Linked DNA regions of Ovis aries: region 1 is linked to region 2. The links are chromatin contacts, called in public Hi-C maps. All regions are on one chromosome and are shown on one strand. The core of a region is the stretch at or near the end of the contact, and the rest is flanking DNA. Distances in the headings are between cores, read along the strand shown. Region 1 overlaps AKT3 (AKT serine/threonine kinase 3). Region 2 overlaps LOC121820771 (a long non-coding RNA gene).

Evidence for each region. A called contact is a pair of places that touch in the nucleus more often than the background predicts.
Region 1: a Hi-C map of hypothalamus shows a contact between it and region 2, with 4 times the contacts expected there. The contact joins two enhancer-like sites. A contact is called at or near these places in 2 of 16 Hi-C or Micro-C datasets (hypothalamus and liver).

The regions. Positions count from the first base shown.
Region 1 is chr12:32,740,612-32,745,953 of ARS-UI_Ramb_v3.0, forward strand. All of the region lies in intron 3 of AKT3 (AKT serine/threonine kinase 3), which reads left to right. Among named protein-coding and RNA genes, the nearest start is that of AKT3, 120 kb to the left of the region's middle. Within about 2 kb of position 1,585, at least 9 of the 54 cell types and tissues checked have an H3K27ac peak or open chromatin away from gene starts, as enhancers often do. A contact at or near this core is called in hypothalamus, where this site is marked.
Region 2 is chr12:32,176,007-32,181,262 of ARS-UI_Ramb_v3.0, forward strand. It overlaps LOC121820771 (a long non-coding RNA gene), which reads left to right. Exons shown (of 5, transcript XR_006061457.2): 4 at 1-3,844; 5 at 4,456-5,256. Among named protein-coding and RNA genes, the nearest start is that of SPMIP3, 58 kb to the left of the region's middle. Within about 2 kb of position 3,790, at least 20 of the 54 cell types and tissues checked have an H3K27ac peak or open chromatin away from gene starts, as enhancers often do. A contact at or near this core is called in hypothalamus, where this site is marked.

The sequences.
Region 1 (5,342 bases), core at 335-2,834, 560 kb after region 2:
TGCTAGTAGCATAAAGGGAAGCCACAGTATCAGTAGTTAGTGATAAAGATTTTATTTTCTAAGTTTATATCTTCCAAGGTAGAGATTTATTGTAGGAATTTACTGGTGCAACTTTTGGATGGACTGGTCCTTCTGAATGTAATTAGGCCTGTCTGCCTTGGTGGGAGCACAGTCTTCTAGGATAATGTTGGGATATCATTACCACTGATATCAACATTATTTACTATCATGTAAGACACCAGTTTAAAGCTTTAGTAGGGACTCCTGAGTTCTACGTTGAACTGAAAGTTTCTAAAAATATATTATTTTTTTGTGTCCCCAGAATACTGATCGGAACAGTACTTGTGGGTACATGTAAATGGTAGAAATTCAGACCTGTGATTTCATTTCACTTTACTGGAAATTTCAGTGATTCATATGAGTTCTAGTTGAATAGTTCAGTGTTTAAAATATAGTTCATGGAAGATAAACACTTTACGTTTTTTATCTAGCGAGACACACAGCTGTTATTAAAATGAATTTACTTCCAATTAGGGAAAAACTAATTTATGTTTTTTTTCTACTCATATTTCTTTGTCAGAAAAATGTTGCTGTCATATATTGGATTTATAAGCAATGTCCTAATGTGATTAAACACTTTAAAAAAAAATGGTAGGTAGGTTTTTATAGATTTCAAAGTGGACAAACAAAAATTTATGTTCAAATTTTAATTTAGAAAACTTTAATTTTGAAAACTTGTGGATATATCCTTCTTGTGCCTTTCATAGTCCTTGGCACACAGTACTTAAGCTATTTAATTGACAGATTTTCTGGAAGAAAATTTTAGGACACATACAAGGAAATTCTGTTGTCTAGATTTACTGATACATATGGAGAAGAGTTATATCTGCATCAATGAAATACAGACTTGAATGACATGATCTTAATGGAAGGTCATTTAGTGATTTGCTATATTGAAATGTGTCTGTTCAAATCTTTCTAACAGCCATAGCTTATTCTTTTGGAATTTTCAAAAATATACTGTACCTTAACAGCAACACTCCTGTGAACCTGTATTCATTCTTTTTTTTTTTTTTTCAGTTAAAAAACATTTTACAAAGTGGACACATTGTTTAATTTTGTTTTGCATTTTCTAGATTGGAGTGCAAGGCCAATAAATTAAGCCCAGGCAGTTCTGTTGCTAATTACACACAACTTCTCTTGAGTATCAGATATTCAAATCCATTTTATGAATATGGTGGAGAGAATAACAACTGTAAAACAAAGCAGTGTGCATGTAAGTGACTGTTAGCGTGCATTTCAGAAAGGATAAATGCTCACCATATGGTACAATTACTGTGTCCAAGTTTTCAAATTAGCTTCTCTCATCCTCCTTATTACTGTCTTTAAAAAGAGAGGAAAAAACCCAACATGATTTATCTACTCTGCAGCAGAACTCTTGACGCAAAACAGCAGCCCAGTTCTGTCCAGTTTTTTTTTCCTTTAGCATAATAGAGGCTGTCGGACTTTTTTATACTAATTACTGTGTGAGCCTCAGATGAACCCCCTTCAATTCACAGGGCTTTGTTAAGGGAGGAGCTGTCAATGTGTCTGCCCGTTTGCAGCTGTGCTGTGGCTTTAGCTTGCTTAACATTATGCTGCTTTTTAGACTTGACAGAAGGGATTTTTTTTTTTTTTTTTTTTTTATTAAGGCAAAGCAGCCTTGTAGCGAAATGGTTTAAGCAGCTGCATTGTAGGGAAGCACAAAGAAGTTATTATTGTGTCTGTTTAGGGGGGTGGAATGGAGGGGGGGATATTCGGCTGCTGTTGATGCCGATTGTTGACTTGCCATCTGCCAGATAGGGAGAAGAAAAAAATGACAGCTCCAGCAGGGTGTTCAAGAGGTTGTTTGGAGAGACGCATAAACATGTGCAGATGTCGAACTGAATAATGGCTAGAACTTGAGACGGTTTATGATGCTGCTGATGTTTGTGCATATACAGAATGAATGTATGTGTGGATTTGGTTAACCAAGGCTACATACTAATTATCATTGTTTTCCTGCATGCCCCTTCCCCTTAGTTCGTTAATTAGTTTAGGGGCTTAGTACTTCCTCTTCCTTCTGTTATTCACGTCTAGTTTTAGAAAACAGCTTCTCTTAAAATGGCAATAAAACCTTCCTTATTTCTCCATACAGATGATAGCTAATCTGTTTGGTTAGGATTAGGTGTGAGCTGCTAACTGATAACAGGAGATTTTGATTAGGAAATAAGTCAGGTGAATCACCTTGCTCTTAATGCGCACATATATTAAGTTTGACACTATTCACTGAATTGATTTTATAGCCTACCACTAGGGGTGAGATACTACCAAATTCACTTTACTAAGTAAGTGATTCCATCATACTTAGGATACAAGTTGTGAAACAAAGTTGTATAACAGTCTGGTCTTCTTGGTTACCCTTTCTCTTGGTTGTCTTTGATTCTGGAAATGACAGTTAATGCATTTTCTTTATGGAGTAATGCATTGGTTGTCTGTTTCCTTCTGATTCATTCTTGTCATTAGATATTAGAGATTTGATATGTCTGAAATCTTTTTCAATACTATGGTAACACTTTAGGGTGCACTAAGTATGTTTAGTTAACTTTTTTTCATTACTTTGACCTTAAATAATTGAAAAGGAATAGTGATGCTAGGTAAAATTTCCGAAAGGTGTTTATGTTGTAGAACACCTCAAAGTTTTGCAAAACTTTAAGACCAATCATATATGAGTTTATTAGAAAATGGAAAGAGAAGCTCTGACTTCTCTATTTCGTTTTTTCTCTATTTCTATCACCAAAAAAAAAAAAAAAAAAGTGTGGGGAATTAGAGGGTTTTTATTTTGGCTTTTGGTAAACTCATGCTTTCCTAAAACATTTAGGGTTTTATTGCCTAATTATTAAGAAAAAAGCCTTAAATGTGGTTGAAAGGCAAACAGACTGACAGAGCTTTATGTCCACAGTAATGTCTTTCTGAAAGGACTAAAGGGAGATTATCTGTTATTTTCTACTCTTCAGAAAGAAATAGAGGTCAGGTCTATTTAGAAAAACTTTTTATCTTGAATGTCAGTTTTTCCCCAAGTGACTAATCCGTATTTGCTGAAAAGGCTAGAGGACCTCTCCTTTGTCTTGTATATTTAGTTTTTTCTTTGATTTGGAAAGCCACACATATGTCCATATTTTTGTATGTAGAATTATGTACATATGTTTATAGTTTTATATAGTCAGTCTTGATATCCGTGCTAAGCTTGGGAGGAAGCAGCAAATCATTTTCCAGGTAGAGGTGTTAAACTGAGAGTGTGGTTTGACAGTGGCCGGGATGTTAGTGAGAGGCTGAGCAAAAGCAAGCTTGTATAAAAGCGGACTTGCAGTTCCGTGCTTTATTCTTCATATCGTGTTACCCCAGAACCGTTTGTAAAATCTTTAGGCAGGCAAATATACTTACCAAGGTGTTTGAAATATTCAAGGCAGAGTGTCTTTGAAGTTACTCACACCAGATGTAAACATCAGTTAACTTAAATGAGTGACTTTATGAAAGTTCCTTTAACATGTCTGAATTTCTTTATGTGTTGAAAGAAGGAAACGACCACTGATATTTAAGGATCTTGTAAGAACTAAATGAGATAGTAGTATCTTTGGAATGTCTGGAACATGTGCAATAGTAGCTGTTACTCATATTTTATTTTTGTTGATGTGTAAGTCTAAAGACCTGAAACTTGTAATTGAAGTGCTTTTATAATGCCTACTTGCTGCAAAATGAGCTCAAAGTTCTAGGGAACCATCTAAGATATATAAGGTTGTTTTTTTATAACCTAACGTTTATTTGGTGATTTATATGATTGCTTCATAAATCTGAAGGGAAATCAGTTATTTCAAGAGAATATCAATAAAGTTGTTGAATGTTGTACCTATTTTGGGGGTGTGAGGTCAGTGGTCATTTAGTAATGATGATTTTATGTTGTATCCTATAAAATTATTTTCCTTCTTCAAAAATTTAGCACAGGGTTGCAGAAAATTGTATGCATTCCCTTAATTCAAGATTAATCACATTATTTTGGAACCATATTTTTCTCTGCTATGGGTGCATGTTCAGTTGTCTCAGTCGTAGCTGACTCTTTGCCACCCCATAGACTGTAGTCTGCCAGGCTCCTTTGCCCATGGGATTCTCCAGGTAAGAGTACTGGGCTCGGTTGCCATTTCCTTCTCCAGGGGATCTTCCCAACCTGGGATCAAACCTGCATCTCTTACGTCTCCTGCATTGGCAGGCGGGCTCTTTACCACTAGTGCCACTTGGGAAGCCTTTTCTCTGCTATAGTCAGTACTTAAGCTGTAATGGGGTTATAATTATTTTTAAGATAAAGGTGTTTGAACACTTTACAGTTAATAAATGTAATAACTGTAGTGAACAAACAACATTAAAAAGAATATTTTATCTCCTCAGGGCATTATAAAGCATTATTTGATTGTTCTAATTCTATTTTGCAGACAAAGAAACTGAATAGGCTCATATAGTGAATATAGTGATGAAAGTTCTGGGATAAGCAGAAGTGTTTTTTTTAAGAGGAGTAAAGAGGAAATGGCTTTCATTGACCTTCAGGAATCAATAAATTCAGTATAGGATGGTTATCACTCAGATGTTGATGGTTCTTTAAGGTTTTTTTTTTTTTTTTAATTGTTTCTGTCATGTATTCTCTCTTCACTAAATATTACTAAGTAATTTTGGATGAAAGGCAAGGGATGTTGGGACAGCTGCCTGATCCTGTTTCTAAGAGTGGTTAATAGGACTGGGTATAGTCACTAATGGAGAAGGAAATGGCAACTCATTCCTTGCCTGGAGAATCCTATGGACAGAGGAGCCTGGTGGGCTACTGTTCATGGCGTCACAGAGAGTTGGACACGACTGAGTGACTAAGCACATGGTCAGTAAGCTCTTCTACTTTAGTTTTGAAGAATAAATTGGTTATAGTTTTTAAATGAACTGCAGTTTGAGCAATACTAGCTTCGTACTATGCTATTTTAATATTAAATAGCACCTGGGTGTGAATTAGCAAGATGCGTTAAAGAATGACGCCTCTATTCACTCTTTTAAGATAGCTGTTTGTACTTTCTGCTTTAGTAAAATAAGACTTGGAATTCAGATACAGGTAATTAAGTATTATACTCTGATTTTTTTTAAAAAATGATGTTTACCAAGAACAACTTATAATGCTAAAGAAGTGGAAATATCTCCTAGTCTATGAAATGTATCACAGATTAGGATGAATTTATTTCACATATGAGTCAAACTGTACTTGGTGGTCTTCAGGATAACTTTAAGAAAACGTT
Region 2 (5,256 bases), core at 2,540-5,039:
GGGCTTTGAGGATTTGGCGTAATTTCTAAGTCTTTATGAGCATACCCTTGGTTTCCTTGTGTGCTTGTGATTTTAAAAAATGTCTTTCTAAAAATATTGTTTAGGGATTTTTTTCTGATGATTATCATCAACAAATCTCCCTGTAGAACAGCCTAAATTCCCAATTCACAGGAAAGGTGCTCAGCATCATTAATCATCAGGGAAATGCAAATCAAAACCACAGGAGCTATCACCTCACACCTGTCAGAATGGCTATCATAAAAAAAAAAGAAAAAAGACAGGAGAAAACACGTTTTGGTGAGGATGTGGAGAGAAGGGAAACCTCGTGTGTACACTGTTGTGGGAATGTAAATTGGTGCAGCTACTAGGGGAAACAGTGTGGAGTTTCCTCAAAATAATGAAAATAAAACTATCGTGATCCAGCAATTCCACTTCTGGGAATGATATCTGTACTCTCATGTTCACTGGTGCACTGTTTATAACAATAAGACATAGAGCCTAAGTGTCCACTGAGGGATGAATGGACAAAGAAGATGTGTTGTATATATTCAGCGGAATGGTATCCAGCAATAAAAGAAGGAACTCCTACCATTTGCAGCAGCATGGATGGGCCTTGAGGGCATTATGCTAAGTGAAATAAGTCAGACATAGAAAGACAAATACTATATGATATCATCTGTAAGTGGAATCTACAAAAAGCCAAACTCATAGATACAGAGCAGATTGGTGGTTGCCAGAGGTGGGGACAAGGTGGCAGGGGAAATGGATGAAGGTGGGAAAAAGGTGTAAACTTCCAGTTACAAATAAGTTCTGAGATGTAGTGTATGGCATGCTAACTGTAGTTAATAACACTGCCTCATATATTTGAAAGCTGTTAAGAGAGTAGGTCTTAAAAATCTACACACACAAAAAATTGTAAGTCTGTAAATGTGTGGTGAAGGATGTTAACGAAACTTATTCTGATAATCATCTAACAATTTATACAAATATAAAATATTACGTTGTAAACAAAAAAAATATTATGTTGTACACCTAAAACAAATCCCAGTGTTAAATGTCAATTATATCTCAATTTAAAAAAAGAGTGAAACTTCCAGTTCAAAGGAAGAGTCTCTTAAAACATATCAGATTCCTCTTTAGCAGTTCCTTTCCCTTTCCAGGGAAGACAACTAGCTTCGTGTTATTATTGGTTTTTGGACTCTGGTATAAAGTGCCACTAAGTTCTTAAGGACCAGACTGTGGGAGAAAACAAGCTAATGAGAGTTCATGTAAGGGGATTTGAGTATAAAGGTGAAGAGACAGACGGATGGACAGAGAGATCCTCCCAGGGCCCTTGTCAGCTCCAGGACAGAAAAGACACTTAGAAGAGTACGGGTGGGGATGGGGCTGGTTTGGGAGGTCAGATGAGGCATGATCCACACCCCATGCTGGGCAATGGGCAGTGAATCCTCTGTTACAGAATTAACTTACTCCTTCAACCCACACGCATTATTGGATGTTTCTTCCGTAACGAGGGAGGCGAACGTGAACAAACATTAGGGCCCACACCAGGGCCCTGATTTCCCCAGGGCTCTCTGTAGTTTCTTCCAATGTGCAGTGTAACTCACGAATTAAGGCACACCCTCCACATGACTTCCCTCACTTCAGAAGTCAGCTTCTGGGGTGGGGGTTCCCAGGCCTTGTCCTCTGACCAGCTGGCTAAAATCTAGGGGCATTCCAAGCACCACTTCAGGTTCCACAATTTGTGGGGATGACTCACAGAACCCAGGGAAGTGCTGTACTTTATGACACAGTTCACTGGAAAGGATACAAATGGGGACCAGCCAGGGCAAGGCCAGGAGGGGCCTGAATATGCTCTGCCCGTGTCCTCAGGATTTGTTACTGTGTTGGCACGTCAGTGTCACCACCACCCAGGGAAGCCTGGGTGGCCAGAGTTTTTACTGAGTTTTAGTTGTGCAGGGATGATCCATTGAATGGTCGGCCACAGAGACTGAGCCCCAACTCCCCTCCCCAGAGGCGGGGCTGACATCACATGGCTCAAAAGTCCAACTCTAATCACATGTGGGTCTTTTCAGCTCTGCCAGACCCTATCCTGAAACTATCTAGGAATCCACCACCTGTCACCTCATTAGCATAAACTCAGAGGTGGTCTGAGGGGCCACCATGAATAATAAGACTCCTGTGACTCCAGGAAGTCCAAGGGTTTAGAGGTGAACAGGGACAAAGGCCAGTCAAAATCTTTACTGTAGCCATAATCTGTAGAGAGGCTTCCCTGGTGGCACTGTTGGTAAAGAATCTGCCTGCCAGTGCAAGAGGTGCAAGAGACTTGGGTTCTATTCCTGGGTGGGGAAGATCCCCTGGAGTAGGAAATGGCCACCCGCTCCAGTCTTCTTGCCTGGAAAATCCCATGGACAGAGGGGTCTGGTGGGCTACAGTCCATGGGCTCACATGAGTCAGAGTTGGACATGACTGAGCACAGCACACGTGTAATACACATTACATTACATATATAGTGTGTGTGTATATATAGTAGCCATATATGTCATATTTAAAGCTGATAGTGCCCCTGCTTCCACGCCACCGATCACAGTTGAGCGTGTGAATGTGAGAGCACCCAGTCCCGAGTGCGTTCTGACACCCCCACACTCTGATATCTGGCTGCCTCTTGCACATTGCTGGCACTCAAACCTACGTGCTTGAATTTCCAAAATCCATCTTTACCAACACACAACAAAAACTAATAATGTTGTCAGCAGTCTCAGTGCGCTGACGATCGCCTTTGCTTTGTCAAGTCATATGAACTTCAGCTCAGAACGTTTGGCCACCATACCTTTGGTTCCTACTCTCATTTGGCTGATATAAATAGTTTATAAAGTGAGGAAAACTCTGAAGAAAAACCTGACTCTCTTATAGCTTCCAGACAGAAAGACCTTGACTGCTGCCCCTCATAGTTGCAGCAGAAGGAAGAATCACCTCTGTAGGGGTGACTGTGGAGAAAGGCTCTTCCACAGGCTGGTCTCTGTGAGAGATTCTGGGGCAGCCCAGTGAGGACTAGAAGGGGAATGAGTGGCCTCTCTGGCTGTGGAGGTGTGGCTCGGCCTTGAGAAGGAGACCCTCACTGGGCAGGACAGGAGCATGACCTTCTCCCCATCCCCCTCACCTGCCACAGGACCTTCCTTGGTCCCCTCACCTGCTAACACACCGGTAACATTCAGGAATCTGAAGGTGGCTTCCTGAGGACAGGCCTGGATGAACAAAACTTGGAAACAGGTGGAAGCGGAGCCCAGCCTGGGGGGCAGATGGCCTGGAAATCTGAGTCACAGCTCCTCACCACTCACCCAAGGATTTGATGTCCTTTTGGCTGGCATGCTATTTTCTCTCTGCAAAACTATTGATCCTGCTGCCAAATGTGCCCTAAGCCTGCCTCCTGCATCAATGAGACGTGTGATAAACTGTAACTGGAGGACGAAAAGGGCCAGTCCATGGGTGGGAAACCTCTGAGCTCAGGATAGGGCCTTGGACATTCTTATCAGTAGACCCAGCGCCGGCTAATCTGCCAACCCAGGCCGGGCAGAAATTTTAGCACAAAGTGAGGACTGCAACACTTGGGTTTGTTCACCAAGTCCAGAGCGAGGCACCAGAAATTCTTGGCTTCCTCTAAACAGCTGCACAGAAGCAGCGGCCAAACCCATCTTGTGTTTGATGAGTCATCCCGCGTCAGCCCTGTGCCACTCAGGCCTCTACGGGTGCTTCCTCAGCAGCTGCATCTGGCTCAGGCTTTTTCCAGAAGACAAGGTAGCCAAGTACTCAAGCTCAGGCGTTAATGGGCACTCTGTGACTCCAGGTAAGCAGAGTTTAACCTCCAAAAGCTCACTGATGTTCCTTGTTCCCCATGACTGATTTGCTGGCCCTATGAAGAAAGGCTGAAGAAACTGGTTTTACTTGCATCAGGAAAGTGAAAGCTAAGGAATTTGACGGTGTGCATTTAGAAAAGCATGGAACAATGTGAAGTCCTTCTCCCTTTAAGCCTAAGGCTCAGGCTTTATCCTAAAGGTCAGGTAGCGAAACAGGCTTTGAGTCTCTGAAAAAAGTCTTACCAAGTATAGTGAGATAATCTACTTCTTTAGAGATATTAACATATATTTATGTGTGCCTACACAGTCACTTCAGTTGTGTCTATCTCTTTGTGACCCCAATGGACTGTAGCCCGCTAGGCTGCTCTGTCCATGGGATTCTCCAGGCAAGAATACTGGAGCCGGTTGCCATGCCCTCCTCCAGTGGATTTTCCCTGTGTCTCCTGCATTGCAGGTCGGTTCTTTACCCACTGAGCCACCTGGGAAGCTCATATTTATGTGTATTTGTGTATAAAGTTTACAAGTCACTTTTTATAGGCAGTCTTATCTAAGCTTCACAAAACTCAAGAATCAAACATTTATTATGACCTCTACTTTACAGATGAAAAAACAACTTCATAAAAATGAAATTATTTGCTCAAGCGTGATGCCTCGAGAGGTGGACGGGCGCTGAGATACAGAACGACATTCTGACTCCAAACCCAATCTATATCCTCCCCAAATAATCAGATCTGTCTTCTCAAGGTGTCTGCAATGAAAGCCTGTCTAAATATTTGGAAGATTCCTTCAAGCAACCTGTGTTTTAAGGTGTTGGGCAGTTGGTTGTCTCTAAACTTGCACATTGGTAAGATGGCCACAAGATGGCAGGGTAGCCTTGACGATTGGTGAATTGGTGTCGTCTCTTGCACCAGTAGAGGGCTGTAGCTCCTTGTTTCAAAAAGTGAGAAATGAAAACAGAAAAAGAAAAAGCAAAACAATAAAACTTCAGTGGCTACACTGATGAAATGGGATGGTGGTAGGTGTTTTTTTTCTTTTTTCTTTCTTTTCCTATTTTAAGTTAGCCAGTGAGAGTTCAAACAAACAAGTCTCCACGTTCACCACCGTGTTTGCTTTTGGAGGCACGAGGTCAGGGCTCGGGCCAGCCGCCTAGCCTGCATTATTCATCTCTCCAGCTCCAGCTCTGGAACAAATGTGAAGAAATGAAGTAGCTCCAGCGGAGGGGAAACAGTGTTGTTATTGTTGTTGGTGACACTTCCATTTGCCAACAAACATAAAAACATACTTTGGAACCCAGAATGGGCTTGTCAGAGGGAACTTTTGTTCCATGTTTGGGCTGGGAGGCTTCCAGATAGAAATCAGGCTGGCATTTGAACTTGAGGAGGCAGGGAGAGAACTGAGCACA